Regions from separate parts of the Mus musculus genome. Here regions 2, 3, 4, 5 and 6 are each linked to region 1. The links are chromatin contacts, called in public HiChIP or PLAC-seq and promoter capture Hi-C maps. All regions are on one chromosome and are shown on one strand. The core of a region is the stretch at or near the end of the contact, and the rest is flanking DNA. Distances in the headings are between cores, read along the strand shown.

Region 1 (3,929 bases), core at 825-3,324:
GCAAAAGATATCCTCTGACCTCCAGACATGTGTCGTGAACAGTATGTCAGTACACAGTGACATACAAGTCATCACACACACACACACACACACACATATACACACATACACACACACACACACAATCATAAAGAAAACGATACCAGGAACTTTCATATACTTCTTCACAGATGCAATAATGAAGACTTTGGCTGAGGATGTAACGCGGTGGGTGAGCATGGCCTACCATACTACAAGCTCTAGGTTCCATTCCCAGCATTACCTGAAATTGGGTTGTGGAGGCACACAGACCTGTAAATATAACCCATCTCTGCAGGTTGGGCCAAGCTAGGTTTGGGGGCTGATGCCTGTGATCCTAGCACTGGAGGCTGTGATGGGTGGATCACAAGATCAAACCTGGGTGGCAAAGGAGACCCTGCTGTCTCAAAGACAAACAAACATCAGGCTGATTTTCCTACAGAATAAACTGTTTACTGCTGTAGTGAATTCTACAGAATAAACCTCCAGAGAGGCCCTGAATTTGCCTCTCTGCTGTTGAGTGTTTGATGGTCTTTGTTCCCTGAGCCATGTTTTTGACATGGATGCTGCTAGTTTTCCACACTTAACTAAAGACAGGAAGATCTAACATCTATTGCAGCTTGAACACTTGTTGCTATGCAACCTAACTGATGAGGTTACCAAGAGGACTAAGACCAACAAGAAGCTGGTAAGAACCCAGCATATTTTGGTGCCTGTGGAGGGTGGAGCATCACAGCTGATAGTTGGTCACCTGCTTCCCTCCTTCCCTTGATGGTGTAACTGAGGGAGCCAGGACTATATGACTGCATATGTGTTTTTCTACTCTATCCTTGTGACTGTGCTACCATCCTGACAGTGAGACAGTGACGTGTGTGTGTGTGTGTGTGTGTGTGTGTGTGTGTGTGTGTGTGTGAGAGAGAGAGAGAGAGAGAGAGAGAGAGAAGCACAAGGGTTGTGTCTGCCTCAGAATCACCCACAACATGAGACCAACACAACGTGTCTTTGTGAGCTCTGACTTAGATCAAATAAATAGGAAGGGAGACTCCTGATCTGCGTCTTATATGAGAGACCAGGGTTGGGAATCTTCGAGACACCCTGGAAGTTGTGGAGCTTCTGAACTTGGATCTGAGATGTAAAATCGTAAAATGGGCTGGTGCTAAATTCCTCTGTGCGTAGCTTGTGCACTACAGATCTCCAGTGGCAGACACTACTTTCACTCACCGCTCCTCCCAGACATATGTACCAATGCCATTTGCCTACTAACTGAACCAATCACTTCTTCCGCTCTCATGGCGGTGGTACTGGAGATTGTATGCAGTGAACAAGCACTCTTCCACTGAGCTGCACCTCCAGCCCTGACCCATCATTTTCAATACCTTAGGATAGTACATGATCCCTCTCCCCCGGCCCCTCATATTATATAGTAAAGACCCGAAGCTAGTGGGTTCCCATCCGTAGGGAATTCTGCATCAACTAACATAACAGAGTCTTTTTGAAGACACACCAGGGTGGTCAGATGTCAGGGTGGGAGGTGAGGGCTCTGGTGGGTGTTAGGGTGCACTGTCCCAATACACTGAGAGTTCCCCTACACCTGGGCGATGCAAGGTGGTCACGATGGAAGCTGAGGTCAAACCTCCTGAGGCTTCAAGAAGCCACAAGTCCGGTGAGGGCAGGATGGCCTACTAGTGGTCATTGTGTGAGAGGACAAAGAGAGGAAGGAGCCGGTGACAGAAGCTACAGCCTCTGACAGATGCACAGCAACCACAAAAAAGGTTGACTTGAGCAGTGGTCAGCAGGCTCTGAGGCCTAAATGGGCAGGGCGGCCCATTTACTTCCGGTACGTGATCCCTAAAGACGTAGGACCTGCGGTGATGAAATATAAAATAGAAATTATATTCATTTATATAAAATTTAGAGAGAGTGCTGCTTGAGCGCGTCTACTCCCTCAGCATCACGCAGCTGCTCCGACAAAACCCCATAGGCAAAAGAACTCCCAAGAGCACTCGGGGCCGGAAGTCAAGTCTCGCGAGGGCGCGGCCGGTCACGTGACCCTCGCTCCCGCTTCCGGTTGGCGGAGCGAGCTGGCGGCGTCGCCCGGGGCAACAGCAATGGCGACCACGGCGGCCGGGCGGCTCTTCTCGCTGGAGCTGCTCGTGGACTGGGTGCGGCTGGAGACCGGGCTGTCGCCGTGCGCCGCGAGCCCGGCTGTGGCGTTTCGCCTGCTGGACTTCCCGCCGCTGCTCGTCTTCCCGCCGGCCGCTCCTGGCCCGGAGCCCCAGCGCGGCGCCATCAGCTTCGGGCGCGGCAAGGCCTGCCTACTGCGCCTGCACCCTGCCGCCCTGCGGCGCCCGCGTCTGCGCGCAGCCCTGCTGCAACTGCCCGTGGGCCCGACTTCTGCGCCCGGCCTGGTGGGAGCTTGCGACATCCTGCTGGTCCCCTCCCTGGGCCAGCGAGGTGTATTCGCCCTGCGCGGGCCAGAGGCCGAGCGTGTTGGGGAGCTGGCGCTCTTCTATCGCCTGACCGAACTGGGACGCTTTTCCCCGGGGGTTCCGCAGCTGCGAGGCCCTCTGAGCCCTGCTTGTATCCTGGACTCCGAAGCCCTGGAGGTGTCAGAGCCAAGAACCGAGGAGACCTCGAAGCCATGCACCAAAGGCATCTCTGCCAGATGTCTACAGTGTGTCTCAAATGCACGCCTTCTGGAGGGCTCAGAGCCATGTGCCAAGGATACCAACAGCTGGTCTGCAGGGGACTCAGACGCCTCAGTTGTCCAGAAGTCCTGGGAAGAAGCGGTCTTACACAGTAAGGCTAGCTCTGGGGACATGGCTTCTGCCCCTTGTTCACCCGCTCCCAGTGGGAAAACTGTCAGTTCTGTCAGTCAGGATGTCACAGAACTGGACTTTGAAACCAACACATTTTGCCCTCCTCCACTGTATTACACTCACCTGACTCAGGAAAAGACTCCTTCAGCCAGGGTTGAAATCACTATTGAGCCTCAGAGAAATGAACCTGAGGATCTAGATGACATTTTTCCCGAAACAAAACTCGTAAGTCCTCCCTTAAGGCCAGTGAAACATACAAGAGCTGCAGTGCAGGAGAGCCCTCCTGTGCTTCCAAATCTTCCTCAGACTCAGGGTCCAGGAGAAGCGAACGAAGCTCCGTGTCCTCCTCAGATTGAACAAAGTCCAGTCAATGCTATAAGACAGCTGCCACTATTGAATGCTTTATTGATTGAGCTGTCCTTGCTGTGCAACCAGCCCGTGGCAAGCCCCACCCAGGTGCATCCCCATTTAGCCTGGTTGTACAGAGGTGAAGACAAGGGGCCAGACCCTTCCACCAAGTCCACATCCCCGTCGGAATCAAAGAGCAACAAGCTTTCTGTGCGAGAAAATGAAAAGTTGGTGAATCCCCAGTCTAAAAAGAACCCTAAAGGAAAACATCCAAAGATCGGTGGCAGCCCCCCACCAAAGGTTACAAAGGGGAGGCTGCTGTATGGCTTAACAAATACACTGAGACTGCGTTTACAGCAGACAAACCCCAACATGCTGGTTGTACATGAAAAGAGAGAACAGTACAGGAGGTCACAGATACAAGCTGTGGGGCCAAAGTTGCGAATCCCCTCCTGGAAAGGGAAGGTGTCAAGCTCAGCAGCAGAAAGCCAGATGTCACCACAGCTGCCCGCAGATACACCAACAGACTCTAATGGGAAACTACCAAGCTTGGCAGTTCAAAGCCAGTTGCCACCACAGCTGCCCGGGGATGAATCTTTAGACTCCATTGGGTCTTTTGAGGAAGGTAGTGATACTTCAATGCAAATCAGGGCAGGCTTTGATGAGTCAAGCACAACTAAAGAAGTGAAACAGAGCCATGCCATGAAACAAGAAATGGTTGACCAGAGTGAAAACAGAACCATT
Region 2 (3,929 bases), core at 768-3,267, 920 kb before region 1:
GTGGCTGGCACTGTGAGTCAATAAGACTTCCCTTGCATGGCTTTTGTCAAAGCAATGAGAAATATAATTTACACAGGCCACATGCATGCTAGGCAGGCCTCTGCCACTGGGTGACAGGACCAGTCTTAGGACTGTGATTTTTGTTTTGTTACTAAATACTTTCCATCAGTAACCAATCAAACAAAAAACTTGGGTCATCTTTGATTCACTTCTTTCTTTATCAGCTTTGGGGACCCATTAGCAATCCTTGTGAGTTTCCCAGGTGCACCTAGGGCATTTTCCAGGCCTCCTATACTCATAGAACATCCCAGAGTTCCTGCTCCTGAGACCGGTGATCCGGTGATCCGCAGGCTTCCCACAGCTACAGGGCCACCTCCTAACCTCTGGTTCCTGTCAGTCAAGCCTGAGGCTGAGAGGCTCAGGGCACCACTCAGCTCAGCAATCTCAGAGTTCTCTCCCGGTCACTTCCGGCCTTCCCACCTCCCTGACTCCATAGAGAAGTCCCCACTGTATTGGGGGACACGCCCTCTTTCTGTGCTTTGTCCCTTTCTCTGGCACTTGTCACATTCTGTCCCGACATGAATTATATCCCCACCACAGATTTGACCTCTGGCCCTCAAATTAAATAGATCGACACAGACATTCTGCAGAAGGCTCTGGAATGAACGACTATTTTTAAGCGAGATGTGAACTGTCTCGGAAACCTCACCATTCCCCCAGGACAGTAAGTCTCTTGAACAGCTAGCTACCAGACAGACGGAAGAGCCTCGTGATGGTTTTCTGAGAAGGCCTGTCAGGGCCTGTAGCCAAACCCTACCTTTAACATTGTTATCAGGCAGAGTGACAGCAGCTCATTTCCTATAGCTGAGCTCCGGAGCTACCGCCCAAGGCATAATTATAAGGTTCTGTACCTTAGTCATAGCAGGAGGGACCTGGGAAATACCTTCGGGAATGTAGCTGGGCTCCCAAGCCTCCCTAGCATGTTTATAAAGCAGAGCTTCACAACCAAGAGTCACCATGCGCCTTGCGTCTTATGCAAGAAAAAAAAAATACCTCAAACACTTGGGGGGCCAGTCTCTTTATTTCACTCAGCCATTCATGATTAGGCTGTAAACACACTAAGTATGGATTTATCTAAGCAAATGCAATTCGCTAGATGTATTAGGCTCAGGGTAGAAGATCTTAGTCTAGGGGAAAGAACTTGGATGGGTGGGTTGCGTGGGTCTTTCCCTACCTGGCTAGCCACAGGAAGCAACCTGGGAAAGAGCTCCCTGCGGCCCAAATCTCTGCCCTGGCATCACCCTGAATCGTGCGTCCTGGTGCAGGAACACCTACTCCACTTCGCAGGAGGGAGAAAAAAACTAAACCCATTGTTTGTGACCAGACATAAGGACTTCACCCGGCCGAGTACCGCTTCCGCGCCGGTAATCGGATTCCTGGAGGGCGGCCGGGGAGGGGCCCGGCCACCCATCTGTTGTTCACACTGACCCGCAGGCGCACAGGAAGCCTGTTCTCCTGAGACCCGGCAGGCGAACCTCGCCGCGCCCTGACCTGGCCCGGGAGAACCCCAGCATCTGAAGCTGCCCTGCCGGAGGTGATGTGAAGCCGTGGGAAGCCCTAGAGGGGAGTCCGGGCTTTCAGGGACCAAAAGAGAGTGTCCCACGACGGGACTCACGGCGCCTAGTCCTTACCATCTCCTTGCGCAACAGCGCCAGCGCGGCGTCCAGGTTGGGGGGCTTGGTCCGCATCCCGGCCGCCCGCGCCCCGCCGCCGCCCGCGCCCCCTCGGTTCAGCTCGTCCTGGATGCGCGACTTCTGAGCGTACAGCCGCTCCAGGTGCCGCCAGCCACCCGCCGCGCCTCCCGCCGCCGAGTGCAGCAGCCCGCTCAGGCTTTTGGGTAGCGGTGGCAGCCCGTCCACGCGCAGCCCCCGGGCCATGCCGGCGGACCCGGTTCCGCTCATCTCGTTGGGGCGCCGACACACGCGCGCGCAGCTTAGCCTAGGTCCCTGGAACCCGACGGGTCCCCACCCACTTCCCGCCCGCCCGAGTTCCGCCCGCTGCCCGGCCCTTTGGTCTCCGCCCCTCTCGGGACCCGCCCCTCTCCTCGGCTCTGTGCTGCTGCAGTGAGGCGACGCCCTGCAGGGCCCCCTGGCCTCCATCTCGACCTCCACTCATCTGCGCTCCGGACTAGCCCTCGGGGACACCTTAAGTCTTAGCTCTGTGAACCCTACGTGCAAGTCCCCTCCCTTTTTCGCCACACCACCAGCGGGTCTCCACCTCACTGTGTCCCACCTCCAGTCCTGTGCACCCCACCTCCAGCTGGTCACCTCCGCTATTCTCTCAGCCTCACCTCCAGCCTCAGGCCCATCCTACCAGCCATTCTGCACCCCTGGCCCCAGCGGTCTTCCGTCCTCCACTCCAGATGGGCTCTTACTCCCTTCCCTGTCCACGCTTCTGGCTGGATGATTTTGGTCTCTCTGGCTTCACTCTGACCAGCCACTGAAACCACTTTTATCTACCAAGGGGTCCAGTCCCCGCACCGACCCCACCCCGTGCTGCCTGCGCCCTAGCGTGGGCGTGATGATCGCAGGTGCTGGCAGCAGCCAGAACCGCACACAGTACTCATTCACGAGGCCTAGCTTGCCTCCTCTGTGAGCGTCAAGGTTTTCCCCGAACTTCAGCAGCCAAGGAGAGCGCCAGCCACACTTTGCTCACTCTTTTAAAGAAACGAACCAACTTGTCTTTCAGCCCTATCTAAAACAGGGAATAAGGACTCTGCCCCACCTGGTGGAAAGAGAAAACCGTCTCCTGCAAGTAGTGACTCAAACGCTCCATTCATGACATGTGCACACACGCGCGTGTGCACACACTAAAATAAGTAGGTGGAATTTTTTTAAGTGAAATCTCAGGGAGTTAGAGAAAGACGTTGAATCTCGGGACTTCACCAACTTCAGCAAAACTGAGTAAAAGTACACCCTGAAGAGAAGAGAGATGGATCAGGGAGAGAATTCGCCCTTCCAGGAAGACTCAAACCTTAGCAAAAGGTAACCGGCTCAGATTCAAGATGAGGAAACAGAAGTCTGGCCAATAGCAGAGAAACCTAGAGTCAATATCAAGAACTTCGATGCCAATGGCTACTCAGTCTAACTATAAAGGGACTGAATGACTCTGAATTAATCCAGCAGGAACATGTTTCAGGTAGTTCAGATACCTTCTATAAATGTGCCCTCTTGCTTTGGGGGCTTTCTTCTGCTGTGCGTGGAACCCACCCCGAAAATCAATCTGAGAAGTTAGTGTTGAATCCAGCCAGACAGTGAGATCCGAGGGGCACCCAGGAGACCACCTACCTACCTGCCCAGTATTTTCCCAGTAATCCAGTGTCTCACCTTCAGTAATTATCCAGCCACCTTCCCAAACCCTAGGCCATCCTTCATCATCTACCTGTTAAGCAATTGGGGAGTCTGAGATTGTCTGTGTGGGAGGAAGGGAAGAAGGGAGGGGAGGGGAGGAAACAGACCTGCCTTTCACAACCTGGCCTGAATTCTCTTTATCACCTGCCACCTTACCACAGCCTCTCTAGAAGACCTAGCAGAAAGGTCAAGTAAGCTGACGGAGCAACAGGAAGCATTTGAATACATCGGCACTGAAGTCACCTTAAAGTCTCTCCTTGTCAGGGAGACAGAAGCTGAAGGAAAGAGTATGGGACCAGCTAAAAACAGTCTGGGGCCCTTGGTGTGTGTGTGTATACATATATATATTCAGCAAATAACACCCTGAGATGGATAGAAATCTCCACAGAATTTATTCAGTTCTGATAAGGATTACATGAATCAACAGACACAATTATGCAACAGTTGACCAAATATTTTGACACCCATGGGGAGTGTCAGTGTTGCTTGCCTGCTTTGTTTATTTATTATATACATAGC
Region 3 (3,929 bases), core at 1,018-3,517, 660 kb before region 1:
AGGCTTTGGCTTTGGTCAGAGAGACAGAGACTAGTACAACAGAGGGAGGGGCGTCACTCCAAATTTAAGACCTTTTAGAGGAACCCTCCGCTCCTTGACTTGGGTTGGTAATGATCCTGTAAAAACAAACAAACAAAAAAAAACTGTTTTACCAACACTTTGTGTTTGTGATTGAAACAATAAAACCAGGAGACAAGGAAAGGATTCTGGGAAGGAGTCTCCTTGCAAGGGGCCAGGGAAGCTGAAAGAGGTGTAGCTAGCTGGGAGACTGGGGAGGCCTGGGGTTAAGTACATATGTAAATAAGTGCTGGGAAAATGCCCAGGGGATTCACCTCCATTAAAAACTCCCAAGAGGTCATTATTAAAAGTGATGAAACCCTTGCTCTATGGGAAGCCGTGGAAAAACATGCTCAGGTGGCAGAGCTGTAGCTGAGGCAGGGAGGGGCTGCAGGAGGAAAATGATGAGTCAGGTACTGGGAGAGAAGCCTTGAGAGCTGTTTTGGGAGTTAGAAAGCATACACTTCCAGTGTATGGTAAATTAGTATGAACGGTGAGATGGTCCCAGCTACTGCTGTTCTTGAATCCCGGGGGACATTAGAGTAAGACATTGATATCCTAGGAGGTTTTTTTTTTTTTTTTTTTTTTTTAAAGCATGGTCAGGTCATATTTTGGTTGTTGTTTTTGCTCATGCATGTGTCTCATGCATGCATGTATTGAGTGTGTGTGTGTGAGAGAGAGAGAGAGAGAGAGAGAGAGAGAGTAATAGCAGATATCGTTCCCCAGGTGTTCTTCACCTCTCAGTTTTTAGAGACAGGGTCTCTCACTGGCTCAGAACCTCTAACCTGCTAGCCAGCAAGCCCCAAAGATCTGTATCTCTCCATCTCCTCAGTGATGTTCTATATGGGTTCTCGGTGATACTTGGGTCCTGTATGCCTGCAGGGCAAGTACTTCACCTACTGAGCAATCCCTGTAGCCCCACATCGTCAAAAATAGTGGAATACTGGTTTTGTGTGTCAACTTGACACAAGCTGGAGTTATCACAGAGAAAGGAGCCTCCCTTGAGGAAATGCCTCCATGAGATCCAGCTGTAAGACATTTTCTCAACTAGTGATCAAGGGGGGAGGGCCCAGCCCATTGTGGGTGGTGCCATCCCTGGGCTAGTGGTCCTGGGTTCTATAAGAAAGCAGGCTTAGCAAGTCAGAGGAAGCAAGCCAGTAAGAAACACCCCTCCATGGCCTCTACATCAGCTCCTGCCTCCAAGTTCCTTCCTGTGTGAGTCCCTGTCCTGATTTCCTTTGGCATGAATAACGATGTGGAAGTATAAGCTGAATAAACCCTTTCCTCCCCAACTTATTGGTCATGTTTTGTGCAGGAATACAAACGCTAAGACAACTGGTGAATGTGGGCTCAGAAGTCACAGAAATTCAAGATGGTTATGTGTCCAACATTCATCCATTGTTGTTCCCCCACAGCCTTTTCATGCAGGACTCTGCCCAAACCATCTAGCTTTTTGCTGATTCAATGGTGACAGCTTATGGCCTGATTTTTGAGCTGGGAGACCCTCCTGTGATGCTGTTGTGGCCTTGACTTCACTGGCTAATTCTACGTATATCATTTCCATAAGTGTGTCTGTTCCTAAGTTAACAAGAACAGACTGTGTGACTAAAATGTCTGTAACATGCACATGGCTGAACTTGACTCAAGATGTTGGGCTTTGTTCAATAAGTAATCTTAATTGAGCATGGTCTCTAATGGGCTGCTGGAAGCCTCAAAGGAATGGTACTAGCTAGGTGAGGTAGCATGTGCTCAAACAACAGCCTTAGGGCTTGACAATGTGACCAAACTTTCCATCTATTCCAAAGCTGCTTCTCTTCGAAGACCTTGCGACACTTCCAGGTGCCACGCACCCAGCACATGCCAAGGGCATGCATGGACGCAGGAGGCTGCTCAGAGAGGCGAGGGGACAGGAGGCCGCTGCCCGCGACAGGACTACACAGCTCAGGTAGGCACTCAACGGCTTGCACCACAACCTGGCACACCGGAAGCATGCGCGACTGAGAGAGAGCGCCGGGTAGGCACTTGGACGTGGGAGAAGCCGGGACACAGACCGGAAGTATGTGCAGCACAGGGAGCGCGCCGGGAGCCCGGCCGGAAACGTGCGCTGCTGCAGGAGCGCGCCCGCCCGCATGCCCGCCCAGGCGGTGTGGGACACGGGCCGGAAGTGTGTGCGGCCGAGGGGACTCCGCGGCGGACGCAGCTCCCGGCTGAGGCTGCGTGAAGGATCCGCTTCCGGCGGCCGCCTACTGCGACCAGGGTGGTGTGCGCTGTCACCCACGGGCTCAGCGCGGCGTCCCGCGACGGCCTTTCGCTGAGCTGGCCCGGCGGCTGCGATCCCTGCGCGTGCAAGCCGAGGCCCCGCGGCCATGAACGGCAAAGAAGGTGCGGGGCCGGCGCGTGGAGGGGAGGGGCTGGCAGGGCCTGGCCCCTGTGCTCGGCTGTCACCGTGCCATCCATCGCACGCCCCCAGGGGACCCTGCGGACCGACCCAGAGCGCAGCCGGGTGCCTGGGGTCTCAAGCCGCGTTTTGTGCGACCCCTGCACCAGTGCACGAGTTTGGGGACCTGTGTGTGGCTGGAGAGGTCGAGCCCTGTGGGTACCGGGGGACGAAGGGGATAGCCTGGGCTGTGCTAGCGCGGCATCGCAAGGGCTCCATCCATCTCTTCTTTTCTGCCTAAGGACCAGGAGGGTTCAGGAAGAGGAAGCATGACACCTTCCCACATAACCAAAGGAGAGAGGGGAAGGATGCCAGTTTGTCTTCGCCGGTGATGCTGGCCTTCAAATGTAAGTTTCCATTAGGAGAATTAGAACCATAACCGTAACAATCGTGTCGCCGTAGTGTTCGGGTGTGGGGTCGGTTAGGGAGCCTTTAGTCCATGCCGATGTAAGGCTTAGTTTTCCTGAATGTTTCGTGTTGGTGCTAGGTCTGCCCAGAAAAAAAAAAAATCTGTATTCTAAACATTCCGATATCAGGATAACTTGACCAAGTTAATAGAACAAGAATACCAGTGTACATGTATGTACGAGATTCACTAATAGTTCCTGTTCTATGCAGAGTGCTACCTCAAAATAAGTCTTGCCAGTCTAGTAACCAATCTAACACACTCTAAATATAAATATATGTGCTAGTAAATGGTAAGTGTGAAGATGATGTTACATACAGAACAGTTGGTAAGAATGTGGCAGATATTTCCATATTATTTAACATTTAATGCTTTTTATGTGGGACTTTTTACTGTTTACTAATGTTAATATAGGCCACCATAGTCAAGGGCTTTGGGATATAGATGTTTGCCACTTTGCATTTGCTAAAAGTAACGCAAAGTAAAAACTGCTTCATATTTAGGAAGAAAGAATTAGGTTGCACCTTGTAAAGAGAAGGGTCCCAGCTAATGTGTGGACAGTTTTGTTTTTGTTTTTGTGTTTTTTTCTTTTTTGTTTTTGTTTTTTTTTTCGAGACAAGGTTTCTCTGTGTAGCCCTGGCTGTCCTAGAACTCACTCTGTAGACCAGGCTGACCTCGAACTCAGAAATCCACCTGCCTCTGCCTCCCAAGTGTTGGGATTAAAGACGTGCGCCACTCCCCCCCCTCCCTCTTCCCGGCTAATGTGGACAGTTTTAAAAGAACATAGCACCTACAGTGGTCTTCATGAGTGTGAGGAAACCAGGTAAAATTGACATGGCTGAATACTGAATGAAGCAAGCTGGTCGTTTCCCACATATTTGCTGTTTTCCTGTTTCTTTCTCTCATAGGTGGATAGTTCTTTGAGCTTGGATTTGTTTCTGACTTAGTGCTTTCATTACCAGCCCAGTGGACCATGTTCTCTTTGATACCCAGCTCAAGTGACTCCTTGGACACGATGGTTACTTTCAT
Region 4 (3,929 bases), core at 943-3,442, 620 kb before region 1:
ATGTAGTCCAGGCTGGCTTTGAACTTGTGGCAGTAAATCTCCCAAGTGCTGGGATTACAAGGCATGAACCAAGGGCCATGGGATTTGGCATGAATGCCCTATGAGAGAACATATAAGGTCATAGAGCTGCCCCTTGGCTGATGGAAGTGCTTAATGTGAGGAAGCAAGCACTAAGAAGCTGGCTGACCACCAGGGGGCAGTGCTGTGTCCTAGACTCTGTGTTGGTCTTTCCTGCCAGGCATGGTGGCTACTGTGGCTGGGTGGGCTTGGGTGAATAAAGATCTACTCTGCCGAGCTCACTGCCACATCCATCCCTACCTGCCCTGGCCACCATGCTCACGAACCCATGGGGGTAACAACAGGGCAGCTGGAGAAAGAGGCTGGCTGCTATCCTCAGAACATGCCATCCTCTCTGAGGTCACCTCCTGGTGAGCGCTCCCAGGAGATGAAACTATCTTCACTTTTATGTGTGTGCATCTGTGAGCACGCATGTGTACAGGTGCTCATGAACAAAGTGGCAACTGAGGTTTTTTTTTAATCTGATTCTGATAATTTTGTAAGTTTTAAAACATTCATTTTCATTTTGTGTATGTGTCTGTCTGTCTGTCTGTCTGTCTGTCTGCGTGATGGTGACAGGGATAGCTAGAAGAGGGTGCCTGATTAGTCCTCTGGAGCTGCAATTGCAGGTAGCAGTGAGCTACTCAGGATAGATGCTGTGAAACTGAACTCTGATCCTCTGCAAGAATGCTATGTGCTCTGAACTGTTGGGCCAGCTTTCCAGCCCCTGTTTTAAGACAGTTTATGTTATATATTCAGAGGTATGCCTAGTTATCCTCGGGAGTGAGTCAGGTAGACCTGAGAGTGTTTATGGCAGGCTGGCCAATTCAACTGTATTTACTACGGAGTGCCTCCTGAGGAGGAGAGGCGTTCCATTCGTTTTAGCTGACCACTTCAGATCGATCGCAGGCCATCACTGAGGGGAGTCAAGGCAGGAACCTAAGGCAGGCCTGCTTGCTATAGCACACAGCATTAACCTCCAATGGAGAGCTCACTTCACTGCCAATCAGGTATAGCAGGAACCACAGAGGACGCTGTTTGCCAGCTGGCTCGTAGATGGGCTTCAGCTCACTTAGCTTTCTTGGATAGTTCGAAACCTAGGTAATGGTGCCGCCCACAGTGGGCTGGGCCTTCGAAGGCCAGTTAACTGTCCAGACCTTTCTTACAGACGCGATACGGGCCAATCTGATCTAGGTAATCATGGACTAAAGCTCTCTGCTCACAGGACCCTAGGCTATGTCACACTGACAGGTAAAGCAAACTAGGATACCAACACAGTGCCTTTTTCAACCCTGTTACCCTACCCACTGCACTAAATCCTGACTCTGCTCATGTCTTTATCAACTTCAGCCGCATCCGCCCGTGCTTACCCGAAGGTTCCTGGTAAGAGGCAACTGCTCTGGCCCACCTTTCCAGCACCTGGTCTTTTTTCTAGGGCCACAGGCTCCTCCCTTCCAGCACGCACTCTCCCAGGCTTCTTCCCACTGCCCCATGCTCCACCCACAGTCAGGTCTCCGGCTGACTCCATGCAGTTCAGTTTTGTAGGTTTATTTTTGCCTCGGGGTCCAGAGGCGAGGTTATGACGGGCCTAACCCCTGACTGGCACTTCCTGTACCCACTGTCCTGTAGCAGGTGCTTTGCTGAAGCAGCCAAAGGGAAGGGATGGGGGAGGTGAGCCAGCTGCCAGGAGCTTGGCACAAGCCAAGGCTTGTGCCGTGCTCCTGGCCAGCCCCGTGCTGCCAGAGATTCGATTCTCAAGTCATTTTTAACAGCTGCTCCCACCCCCCCCGACCTGTCATCTGTCACTTTCCTTCGGCTTCACCGCGACTTGGTAGGAAGAAGTCCCTCTCTTGACCACCCCGCCTTTTACTCCCAGGGTCTGGGAAGCGCCCAGTCTTTCGGTCCCTGGCCACACTGCCCCATCACACTTCCCCTCCTTGGTTTCCTCCAAGTGAAAAGCAAAACTTTCTGCGCTGCGGTCTGGGAGCCGCGAGGGGCGGCGCGCGCGCGCTAGCGAGGGGCCGAGGCTGGAGAGGAAGCGGCGGTCCTGGGCAGGAGGAAGAAGCCAGCCCTCGGCTCGGCCCCCTGCCCGTTTCCCGCCGCCTCCGCGGCCGCCGCTACCACCATCACCACCACAGTCACCGCCGTCCGGGGCGCAGCCGGCCGCACGATGCAGGGCGGGGGTCCCCGGGGCGCTCCGATCCACAGTCCGAGCCACGGCGCAGGTAGGGCCCGGGGTTCTGGAGGAGGGCGAACGAGGCCTGCCGAGATCCGGGCGCACCCTGATGCAGGGGAGGGAAATCGAGGCAGTGAGCGGGGAGTGCAGGGTGCGGGCGGTCGTGTCCCCAGCTCCCACTGCAGCTCCCGTCCAAGCGCGTCCCCGTCCCGAGAGTCCGGCCGCCCTGAGGCGCAGTCGGCGAAGGGCGCGCCCGCACTCCTTCCTTGCGAGGTCCCGGTGGCCGCGAAGGTTTCCGCAGCGCCCAAGTGCAGCTCGATCCCAGGACTCCCTCGGGTGGCCGGCGCAGACGCTGCGGGGACGCGGGGCGAGGTTGAGAGAGGTGTGGGAACTGCAGCCCGCACCTCCCGTGGGGCTGCTCGCCGCCCACTTCCGAGTGTGGACTGTGACGCGCAGGGCAGCGCAGGCTGAGGGGACCCGCTCCATTTCCTCTGTCAGCTTGGGCCACGTACCAACCCCGGTGATGACATCGAGTTAAGTGGGTGGCCGCTTTTCAACCTCAGCAACTCACTGTCAGAAACCCCAAGAAAAGAACGTGATGGCACACGCCTCTTTTCCTAGCACTCGAGAGACAGGAAGACTGTGGAGACTTTCTAATACAATCTGGGCTACAATAGTGAGACTCTATCTCAAAAACCAAAATCAAATCAGAACAATGAAAAATAAAACAAGCACGGAGATCTGCTCCAGACTGGGCTTTGCAGTTTGGGCGTGTGCTGTGCCAAGGAGAGAAGGCAAAGGACTTAGGAGCTTCTTTTGGCTCTTGGAGCCTCAGTTTACCCATCTGTGAAAGGAGCACTAATCACTAGCTTCCCTACCTCCTTAACTGGCTTCTATGAAGACATTTTTGCAATTGGGAGTTGGAAAATACAGGGTTGGTAGGTGGGTGTAGGGTAAGAGTCTTCTGCACCCGCATCCTGGACTCGGGAATGCCTTAGTTTTTCAATTTGTAAAATGGAGCTGATTTTCCTGCCTACGTGGTAGATTTTAAAAGGGGTTTAATGTGGTAGGAGGACATGAAACCCCTGGCCAAATCTCTGCGATACAAAGCAAATTCTCAAAAATCTCTTAGTTGCCCAGGCTAGCCTTAAATCTGCTGCCTAGCCCAGGCTGGCCTCCAATTTGCTAGCCTTTGCCTCCCAAGTGCTGGGATTACAGGTGTGCTCCACTACGCACGGGTCCTTAAGTATTATTTTGACCATGCAAGACCTAAATAATCGTGGGCAATACAGGAATGCCAGTGTGACATGTTAGTGTCTGAGTTACAGGGTATTTGAAAAGACATTTGGCACCTGACATGGAGACCGTTGAGGTTTAGCCAGGATTCTGCCCACAGCAAATAGAGCCCTGGATGAGAAACCTGCTTTCTGAGCTGTCTCTCCAAGTCTCGGGCTTTCTCTTCTGTTTATAAGAAAGAGAAAGCACCTGGGCTGTAATTATTACCTTAGCCCTGAGAGTGCTGCCCTGGGATGGAGAGCAGAACATCTGGAACTGGGGCAGGTGACAGCCTACAGGCGACAGGTGCCACTTTGCAGAGAGTGCATGGGCCAGGCACTTGGTCCTGCCCTTTGATGAGGTCCCCCTCACACCGGTGAGGGGCTGGTGCTACCATCCTCATCTTCCCTTGGATGTGGCA
Region 5 (3,929 bases), core at 946-3,445, 590 kb before region 1:
TCCAGAAGCCTTTGGGCCATCCCTTGTATGCAGGTACGCCAGTGAAATGTCTCATGTCCTCAGTGTTTGGTGATTTATGGCGTGTCTCTCCATGTGCTGTCCCATCTAACCGTGAAGAAAAGCTGAGGCACGTGGAAGAGTAGACAACAATAGTTGTCTACTATTCCACGTGCCTGGCTACCAGGCTGAGTGTGGCTTGCACCTGTGGACTCAGGTCTCTGTGGAGACCTCACTGGAGACTGTCGCTCCACAGAGGATACATCCCTGTGATGAGCCTTGTGGGGCAGGCAGCTTTACAGCGGCAGGGCAGTGAACAGGCCTCTGGTGAAGAGCACGGTTCAGCAGACCTGTGTGGACACTGACAGAGCCTGAGAAGACAAACCTGCTGGAGCAAACTCTGAGACAAGCCTTCCTCACGGGTCTAGGACAGGTATACATCGCTGAGTCTTTCTGCTTCTGCCCAGATCCTGTTCCCATCCAGACATCCCCTCTGCTGTCGCCAGGGGCTCTTTTGGAGGCTGGGCTGGTTTAATCCTTTCTGGTTCTCCCCCAAGATAAGCTGGGTAATTGAAAATGTGCCCACGAGTATAATCTCCAAATTGGAGGATTTAAAACAAAGCTGATTAGAGGCTTCCAACTGTAAGCGCAGGACAGAAAAATCTTTCTTTAAAAGACGCCGTTGATACTGAAGAGGTGAGCACCTTGGTGGACTGCACATGGTTGGTGTGGACTCTGTGCAGAGAGAGTGCATGGGAGCTGGAGAGAGAGCCGAGTGTAAGCACGGGGACTTGAGTTGTTTTTCTAGGACCCACGCATTAAAAAGGTGTGGGTGGCAGTGTGCACGGTGGTGTGTATGGTGGTGTGCATGCTGGTGTGCATTGTCGTGTGTGTGGTGGTGTACATGGTAGTGTGCATTGTAGTGTGTATGGTGGTGTGCATGGTGGTGTGTGTGGTGGTGTGCATGCTGGTGTGCATTGTCGTGTGTGTATGGTGGTGTACATGGTAGTGTGCATTGTAGTGTGTATGGTGGTGTGCATGGCGGTGTGTTTGGTGGTGTGCACTTGCAGTCCCAGTGCTGGAGAGGTGGAGATAGGAAGATCCCTGAGGCTCACTCGCCTGACTTGTAAAGTTCCAGGCCAACGTCAGATGTTGTTAAAAATAAAAAAGATGGTCACCACCCGAGGGGCAACAGTCAAGGATGTAAGTTGTCTGTCTTCCACATGCACAGACATGTGTGCACACATATATGAATCTGAGCACACATGTATATACACACATGAGAATCTGAACATGCATGTGTACACATATGTAAATTTGAACATGCATATGCATATACACATGTGACTCTGAACGCACATGATGGCCACAACACAGAGAAGGAGAGGAGACTGGGCCTCAGGTGGCCTCCATTTTCTCCGTTCCCAGCAGCTTCCTCTGTCCCTCTCAGCATGGACTCAGGACACACATGTCTCTCTGTAGAATATCTCCTCTGCCCCACCAGGGCTCCCGCTGGGATCAGAGGTGCATCAAGAGGTCTCAGGAAGGCAGACTGGAGGAGACTTTCAAACAAGAAAACCACCATTGTCTGAAGACAGAAGGCCCACAGAGCTTGCTGACCACACGGACCTGGCCACAGGATGTTCAAAGAGGATGAGTTTGTTGTTTATGCCTCAGGAACCAGAAGAAGGTGGTGAGAGCCAGTGCGGCAGGCAGAGGGCTGTCTCTGCACTGTGGAGATAGGTGCCCCCATGTGAAGCGTGCTTTTTTATGAGATCATCACCAGTGACCTGCATTCCACAGAGCGAGACCTCGGTGCCCACTGGGTATTGCTTCTCTTCCAGGCCCACTGACCCCTGCTGTGAGGCTCGCTCCTTCCTGGAGAGCCCAGCCTCAAGTGGCTCAGGCACTTGTCCCTTTGATTCCAACCTGCCAGGTCACCTGACACCACCCAAGTCTGCACAGGAGCCACCAACACTCTCTGAATCGCAGCCCTCGGGGAGCAGCCAGCAGCTCTGGCTTTCAGCCCGCTGTGGCAGATGGCCCTGATCTGAGAGTTTATGTAATATCTGTCTGATGGCAGTGACTGCAAGAGACAGTGGCATCTCATTTAAATAATTCAACCGTCGTAAGCCGTGCTGCTTTGGATACTGGAGCTTGCGGAGAGAGCTGGGTGGAGATGTTTTGTGCTTTCCACAACGTGGAAACAGATGGTTGTATCCAAGGCTCACCTCAGATGGGTGGAGGCCAAGGCTTCCTCACACCCTCACTCTGAGGGTAAAGTTCACTGCTTTCTTCAAGATCTCACCATATAGAAGCACCATAAAAGCAGGAAGAGCCAAGTTCTTAGCAACTAATGTGCATGGTTTGTATGTAAATGAATTCTTCAAGAATTTACTCTTAAACATCCTGAGTACTCTTGCTGTCTCTTTCCTTAGGGTATTTATCCATTGAAACAAGCGCTTCGTTTTCAAGTAGCATGCAGGTTAACTGAGTGACGTCTAACCCACCGTTTCAGTACTGTCATCTTCAAAGGCTGATGGAGCTCAAATCAGACAGAACCAAGTCACTCTGTCTAGCGGTTTTCGTTCTTGTAACATGTGGAAGAACATGGAAGTTAAGGATAGACAGGTGGTCATTCCAACTACTCGGGAGGCTGAGACAGGAGGATTATAAGTCCCAGGCTTGTCTGGGCTGCAGAGTAAGTTCATCTTAAGCAACTTGTGAGACCTTGCCTCAAAGTTTACAAAAGATGAAGAGGGTCTATGTATGGCCCGTGGAGGAGCGTTTGCCTAGCACACATGAAGCTCTGAGTTCTATGCTCAGCAAAAGCAATGCAGCAACAAAGAAAAACACTGACAAAATACAGATATTAAATCACACGTTGAGTTTCAATATCAGGAGACTAGAGGAGGTAAATTATTTTGTTACATTTATTTATTTGTATGTGTGCATGTGTGTGTGTGCCTATATATACCATGGCACCTATTAGAGCCAGTTCTCTCCTTCCACCATGTATGTCCCAGGGATTGAACTCAGGTTGTCAGACTTGGCAGCAAGCACTTTCACTCACTGAGCCATCGTGCTGGCCCAGCACTAGATACGTTTTCCGACAGAGTCAAAGGATTGTGTGTTTACTGCTCTAGCTGTTGGTATGAACCTGGGAGAGCAGGACCTAAAACTAAATTTGACTAAAATCTCATGCAATAGCCAACTTTATTCTGAGCATCAGACAATTTATATTCTGAGGGTTAAGAAGAGTCTCCCAAGCGAAGTTTACAATCACCAGTATAAGTCGTACATGGCAAAACACGGTTTTCCATAGGGTCATTTGAGTGACGACAGCTGATGTAAACTCACTCCTATCTGCTACACCCGGAAGAGGCACAAAACCACACCCCAAGGACAGTTCCGTCTTGAAGAATCTGAGGCCACCAGGTTCTTCTCTTGTCTCCTTGAAGTTTTCTCACAAGCGCTCCGAATTCCCCTCACACAACTCCATTTCTGGACTGTGTTCCAACAGTTGTAAAAGACAATTAATTGTATTACATCTCATCTCAGACCCATCAGTCACAGCCCCCACCCGCCGCAAGCTGCTACAACCCAGGACTGTACAGATGCCACTACAGGCTGGCACCACGCAGATCGGATTCCTTCCGCTGCCCTCACATGCCTGCACCATGAGCCAGAGCTGGCATGTGGAAAGAGCATTGAACCCCCCAGGCACACAGACAGACAGACAGACAGACAGACAGACAGATAGTCACACACACACACACACACACATGCACACGCACATACACACACACTTTCCTGGCAGGACCATGTGATGCTGTTGTCAAGTCATCTTTTGGGTTAGGCATTAAGAGTGGCACAAGGCTTTGATGTGGGCTTACGTTCTGAGTACTATGAAAAGAAAGTACAAAGTAGAG
Region 6 (3,929 bases), core at 1,057-3,556, 550 kb before region 1:
AGCAACCCTCCTTCCTTCCTCAGCCTCCTACTGCTGTAACTCCAGGTGAGCATCACCATGCCCCACGGAAGGTGTGCTTTGTAACAAGATGTGTGCGAGTGCCCAGTGCAACGCCGGGCTGTGGCAGGTGTTCTGACGCCCTTGATGCACCTGCTCATGCGCCTGCAGCCACAGGAACTGCAGTGTCAGCTCTGTGTAGGAATGAAGGGGAGAGCTCTCAGAACCCTGGCGGGGCAGCCCTGTCTAGGCCGGAGGCAGAAGAAATGGAAATGGAGGAAGCTTGAGGGTGTGCGCAGGGTGTGAACACGCAGGCTGAGCGCAAGGAAGGCTCTGAACCAAACTCCCTGCTGGGAGAACACCCAAGACCATGTGAGGCAGGACAGCATCAAACATGGCTTCAGACACCTTTTCCATATATATGCACACACACACATACACACACACACATGTGTTTGCATATGTGTGGACAGATGTATGTGTATGCAGAGATAAGTATGCCCATGCATGTGGAGACTTTAGGTTGATATAGGGAATTTTTCTCTATTGTTCATATCTGCATGTGTGTGCATGTGTGTTTGAATGTGTGTATGTTTGTGTGTGTATGGATGAGTATGCTCATGAATATGGAGACCTTTGGTTGACATAGGGAATCTTCCTCTATTACTCATGTTTGCATGTGTGTGTGTACATGTGCATGTGTGTATATGTGTGTTTGCATGCTTATGCAGGGATGAGTATGCTCATGCATGTGGAGGCCCTAGGTTGCTATAGGGAATCTTGTGTGTGTGTGTGTGTGTGTGTGTGTGAGTGTGCATGTGTGTATGTGTGCGTTTGCATGTGTGTGCAGGGATGAGCATGCTCATACATGTGGAGACCCTTGGTTGATGTAGAGAATCTTCCCCTGTTGCTTTTAACCTTATTCATTGAGGCAAGGTCTCTCAGTGGGACCCAGAGCTCAGCTGTACAGCTAGTCTAGTCAGTCAGCTTGTTTTTGGAGGTCACCTATCTCTGCTTCCCACATTCTAGAATTATAGATGGCTTGCTGTGCCTACTGGGCATTTATGTGGGTTCTGGAGAATCTAAATTTTGCTACTCATGCAGTTGTTAGTGGCAATGACCTAGGCTGAATGAACAGGCTGAGGGCCTCCAAGACTCCCTTTAACCAGATGTGCTTGGTCTCTGAGCCTTGCAGGTGCCAGGTAGAGTGACATCGTTTTTTTTTTTTTCTCTAATACTAGAAGCTTACAGTTAGGAGAGGTGAGATGCCGTGGCTGGTAGAGGGATCTGGTTGTGTAGGGGAGTGTAGACTGTATGGGAATTGTAGACTGTGTATGGGAGTGTAGACTGTGTATGGGAGTGTAGACTGTATGGGAATTGTAGACTGTGTATGGGAGTGTAGACTGTGTATGGGAGTGTAGACTGTGTATGGGAGTGTAGACTGTGTATGGGGATGTAGACTGTGTATGGGAGTGTAGACTGTACGGGAGTGTAGACTGTGTATGGGGATGTAGACTGTGTATGGGAGTGTAGACTGTGTATGGGAGTGTAGACTGTGTATGGGAGTGTAGACTGTATGGGAGTGTAGACTGTATGGGAATTGTAGACTGTGTATGGGAGTGTAGACTGTGTATGGGAGTGTAGACTGTGTATGGGAGTGTAGAGTGTGTATGGGAGTGTAGACTGTATGGGAGTGTAGACTGTGTATGGGAGTGTAGACTGTGTATGGGAGTGTAGACTGTGTATGGGAGTGTAGACTGTGTACGGGAGTGTAGACCGTGTACGGGAGTGTAGACTGTATGGGAGTGTAGACTGTATGGGAATTGTAGACTGTGTATGGGAGTGTAGACTGTGTATGGGAGTGTAGACTGTATGGGAGTGTAGACTGTGTATGGGAGTGTAGACTGTGTATGGGAGTGTAGACGGTGTATGGGAGTGTAGACTGTATATGGGAGTGTAGAGGCTGTGTATGGGAGTGTAGACTGTGTATGGGAGTGTAGACTGTGTATGGGAGTGTAGACTGTGTATGGGAGTGTAGACTGTGTATGGGAGTGTAGACTGTGATCCTCTCCATGCAGGGCAGGTTGGGCTTGCCTAGCATCTCAGGAATGTAGGCAAGAACCATCCAAGAGAGAGCTGCAGGTTATCAGTGGAGAGTGTGACACTTTCCTGTCTCTGTCTGCCAGAGGACCATTCTGTCACCACCACTTTGCCCTGGTCACTTCAGAACTTGACTTGAGGGCAGTGGGGACCTGGTTGTCCCAGATTCTGCCCATTTATAGACTTGCCCAACATAGCAGCAGACTGGGGCTGGGGCAGCGGAGCACTAACTGCTTTCAAAGCACACCTCTGCTCAAAGCCATCCATGGCTCCGTGTACCTTGAGACAGCACCAGATCCCTTCCAATGGTGTAAGTGGTTCTGCTGCCCCCTTTTACCCTCATCCCACGTCTCCTTGGTTTGCTCACTATGAATGGCCCTAAAATTCAAGGCGAGAGTCACTCAGGGCTTCTACTTGGTACAGCCCATCAGCATAAGGGGTGGGGGGTGTAACCTGCGGAACCAGTGAGCTACCAGTATATAAAATTGGGTGTAGAGTACCAAATGGAGAAGATGCTGCCTAGGAAGTTGCATCCCCTGTGCCTAGTGGCCGTTGCAGAGTTAGAATCCCTGAGAAAGTTGAGAGAGTGGCCAAGGCTTTAATGCCACAGCTGAGTATTCACATTCCCTTTTCTAAACCTGAAAGAGAACTTCAGGTGGCCAGGGTCTCCAGAGTGAGTGACAGCACAGAGCCGGCCTGAGCTGGGACCTCTCCTGTTCTACTCCCTGTTTTCCTTTGTTTTCTTCTCCATGGTGATTGCTTTGCTGGATTAACCCTTTAGGGACCATCCAGGACCAGGAGACAGTTTAGAGCATAGCAGAGGACCAAGGGAAGCCAGGCTGGGATTTTTAAACACAGCATGAGCCTCCCAAAGCCGTACACATCAGGGCTGCTAATAATAACCAGTCCTTTGACATTAACTAAATTGCAGACATAAAGCTTGATGTATTGTTTAGATTATGGTGGTTAATCCCTAGGCCCATAATATAGAGATTATTATTAATGTCTTTTTTTTTTTAACAGATCAGGAAACTGGAGTCTAGAAAGGCTAAATAATTTGAAGGTCAGACAGACAGCTGGCTAAGCTCAGAGTTGAACTCAGGTTTTTCCCTGGCCCCTGCACAGTGAATCTCATTATAACTGCCTTAATTAGCGTTTCATTTTATGAGCATTTAACAAGATTTTTAGTGGTTTTCACCAAAAGTTTTTATTTTATAGAACAATATATAAGTTCTTGAGAAAAAAAGCCACATGACCTTCAGGTGCTTGTTAAAGAGTGGGAATATCTCAGTAGAGTCTGGGAGACCTTGCCCAGCCTGGACCAAGAAAACCGAGTGGCCTGTTTGATGAACACCAGTATTGAAAAGGATGTATCACTAACAGTGTTTGGAAAGCAACATCCAATTAGCTCTGGCAGGCAGTCGTGAAGAAGGTAGTGTGGACAAAGTCCAGTTATTTGGGACTTGGTCCTGGAATCCACTTTTTGATACCCTTAGGGCAGTAGGACAGGTCCTGGGCAAATTCCTGTGATGGCTAGTCTCCTTTGTGGACTGGATTTAAGCTCCCCAGGGGGATAGATTCTGGATGCGTCTATGAGGGTTTTCCCAGAGAGGTTTCACTGAGGAGGAAGACCTACCCTGGCTGTGGGAGGTACCACCCCTAGGACAGGGCTTTTGCATGAATAGAAAGGGAAAGAGAACATTCTTCTCTCTCTGCTTCCTGACTATAAATGCAATGTGATCCCGAGCTCCTGCAGCCCTTCGTCCCCATCACCACAGGCTGTACTGGCTGGCTCCATGAGTCCAAATAGACCCATTCCTTCTTACCTCGCT

What was found. Promoter capture Hi-C pulls out the DNA fragments that hold promoters and counts their contacts. HiChIP or PLAC-seq counts read pairs in DNA pulled down with a chosen protein or histone mark.
Region 2: a contact with region 1 is called in an H3K4me3 HiChIP or PLAC-seq map of stem cell-derived neural progenitor cells, with 4 times the contacts expected there. The contact joins the promoter of Fam89a here to the promoter of Map10 in region 1. A contact is called at or near these places in 1 of 39 promoter capture datasets (hippocampal neurons) and 1 of 115 datasets of contacts at active chromatin or transcription factors (stem cell-derived neural progenitor cells).
Region 3: an H3K27ac HiChIP or PLAC-seq map of cardiomyocytes shows a contact between it and region 1, with 5 times the contacts expected there. The contact joins the promoter of Tsnax here to the promoter of Map10 in region 1. A contact is called at or near these places in 3 of 39 promoter capture datasets (hippocampal neurons, pre-B cells and stem cell-derived epiblast-like cells), 1 of 484 Hi-C or Micro-C datasets (embryonic stem cells) and 2 of 115 datasets of contacts at active chromatin or transcription factors (cardiomyocytes and forebrain).
Region 4: an H3K27ac HiChIP or PLAC-seq map of embryonic stem cells shows a contact between it and region 1, with 2.7 times the contacts expected there. The contact joins the promoter of Disc1 here to the promoter of Map10 in region 1. A contact is called at or near these places in 3 of 39 promoter capture datasets (hippocampal neurons, maxillary cranial neural crest and neural stem cells), 1 of 484 Hi-C or Micro-C datasets (CD8 T cells), 6 of 115 datasets of contacts at active chromatin or transcription factors (astrocytes, bone marrow-derived macrophages, craniofacial prominence and 3 more) and 1 of 9 other capture datasets (adipose tissue).
Region 5: a contact with region 1 is called in a promoter capture Hi-C map of hippocampal neurons, with 2.6 times the contacts expected there. The contact joins the enhancer-like site here to the promoter of Map10 in region 1. A contact is called at or near these places in 4 of 39 promoter capture datasets (embryonic stem cells, hippocampal neurons, liver and 1 more), 3 of 115 datasets of contacts at active chromatin or transcription factors (cardiomyocytes and embryonic stem cells) and 2 of 9 other capture datasets (adipose tissue and macrophages).
Region 6: a contact with region 1 is called in an H3K27ac HiChIP or PLAC-seq map of heart atrium, with 7 times the contacts expected there. The contact joins the enhancer-like site here to the promoter of Map10 in region 1. A contact is called at or near these places in 10 of 39 promoter capture datasets (the 3T3-L1 cell line, the C10 cell line, HPC-7-derived erythroid cells and 6 more), 1 of 15 datasets of contacts at CTCF or cohesin (the NIH/3T3 cell line), 1 of 484 Hi-C or Micro-C datasets (bone marrow-derived macrophages), 5 of 115 datasets of contacts at active chromatin or transcription factors (embryonic basal ganglia, embryonic forebrain, embryonic hindbrain and 2 more) and 1 of 9 other capture datasets (macrophages).

The regions. Positions count from the first base shown.
Region 1 is chr8:125,667,744-125,671,672 of GRCm38.p6, forward strand. Map10 (microtubule-associated protein 10) reads left to right here and starts at 2,075. Exons shown (of 1, transcript NM_028908.3): 1 at 2,075-3,929. The coding sequence starts at 2,127.
Region 2 is chr8:124,749,849-124,753,777 of GRCm38.p6, forward strand. It overlaps Fam89a (family with sequence similarity 89, member A), which reads right to left and starts at 2,018. Exons shown (of 2, transcript NM_001081120.2): 1 at 1,692-2,018. The coding sequence starts at 1,961.
Region 3 is chr8:125,010,774-125,014,702 of GRCm38.p6, forward strand. It overlaps Tsnax (translin-associated factor X), which reads left to right and starts at 2,268. Exons shown (of 6, transcript NM_016909.3): 1 at 2,268-2,439; 2 at 2,737-2,841. The coding sequence starts at 2,424.
Region 4 is chr8:125,052,003-125,055,931 of GRCm38.p6, forward strand. It overlaps Disc1 (disrupted in schizophrenia 1), which reads left to right and starts at 2,193. Exons shown (of 13, transcript NM_174854.2): 1 at 2,193-2,282. The coding sequence starts at 2,228.
Region 5 is chr8:125,076,951-125,080,879 of GRCm38.p6, forward strand. The region is part of intron 1 of Disc1 (disrupted in schizophrenia 1); the gene reads left to right. Among named protein-coding and RNA genes, the nearest start is that of Disc1, 25 kb to the left of the region's middle. Within about 2 kb of position 2,196, at least 19 of the 459 cell types and tissues checked have an H3K27ac peak or open chromatin away from gene starts, as enhancers often do. A contact at or near this core is called in hippocampal neurons, where this site is marked.
Region 6 is chr8:125,118,400-125,122,328 of GRCm38.p6, forward strand. All of the region lies in intron 3 of Disc1 (disrupted in schizophrenia 1), which reads left to right. Among named protein-coding and RNA genes, the nearest start is that of Disc1, 66 kb to the left of the region's middle. Within about 2 kb of position 2,307, at least 8 of the 459 cell types and tissues checked have an H3K27ac peak or open chromatin away from gene starts, as enhancers often do. A contact at or near this core is called in heart atrium, where this site is marked.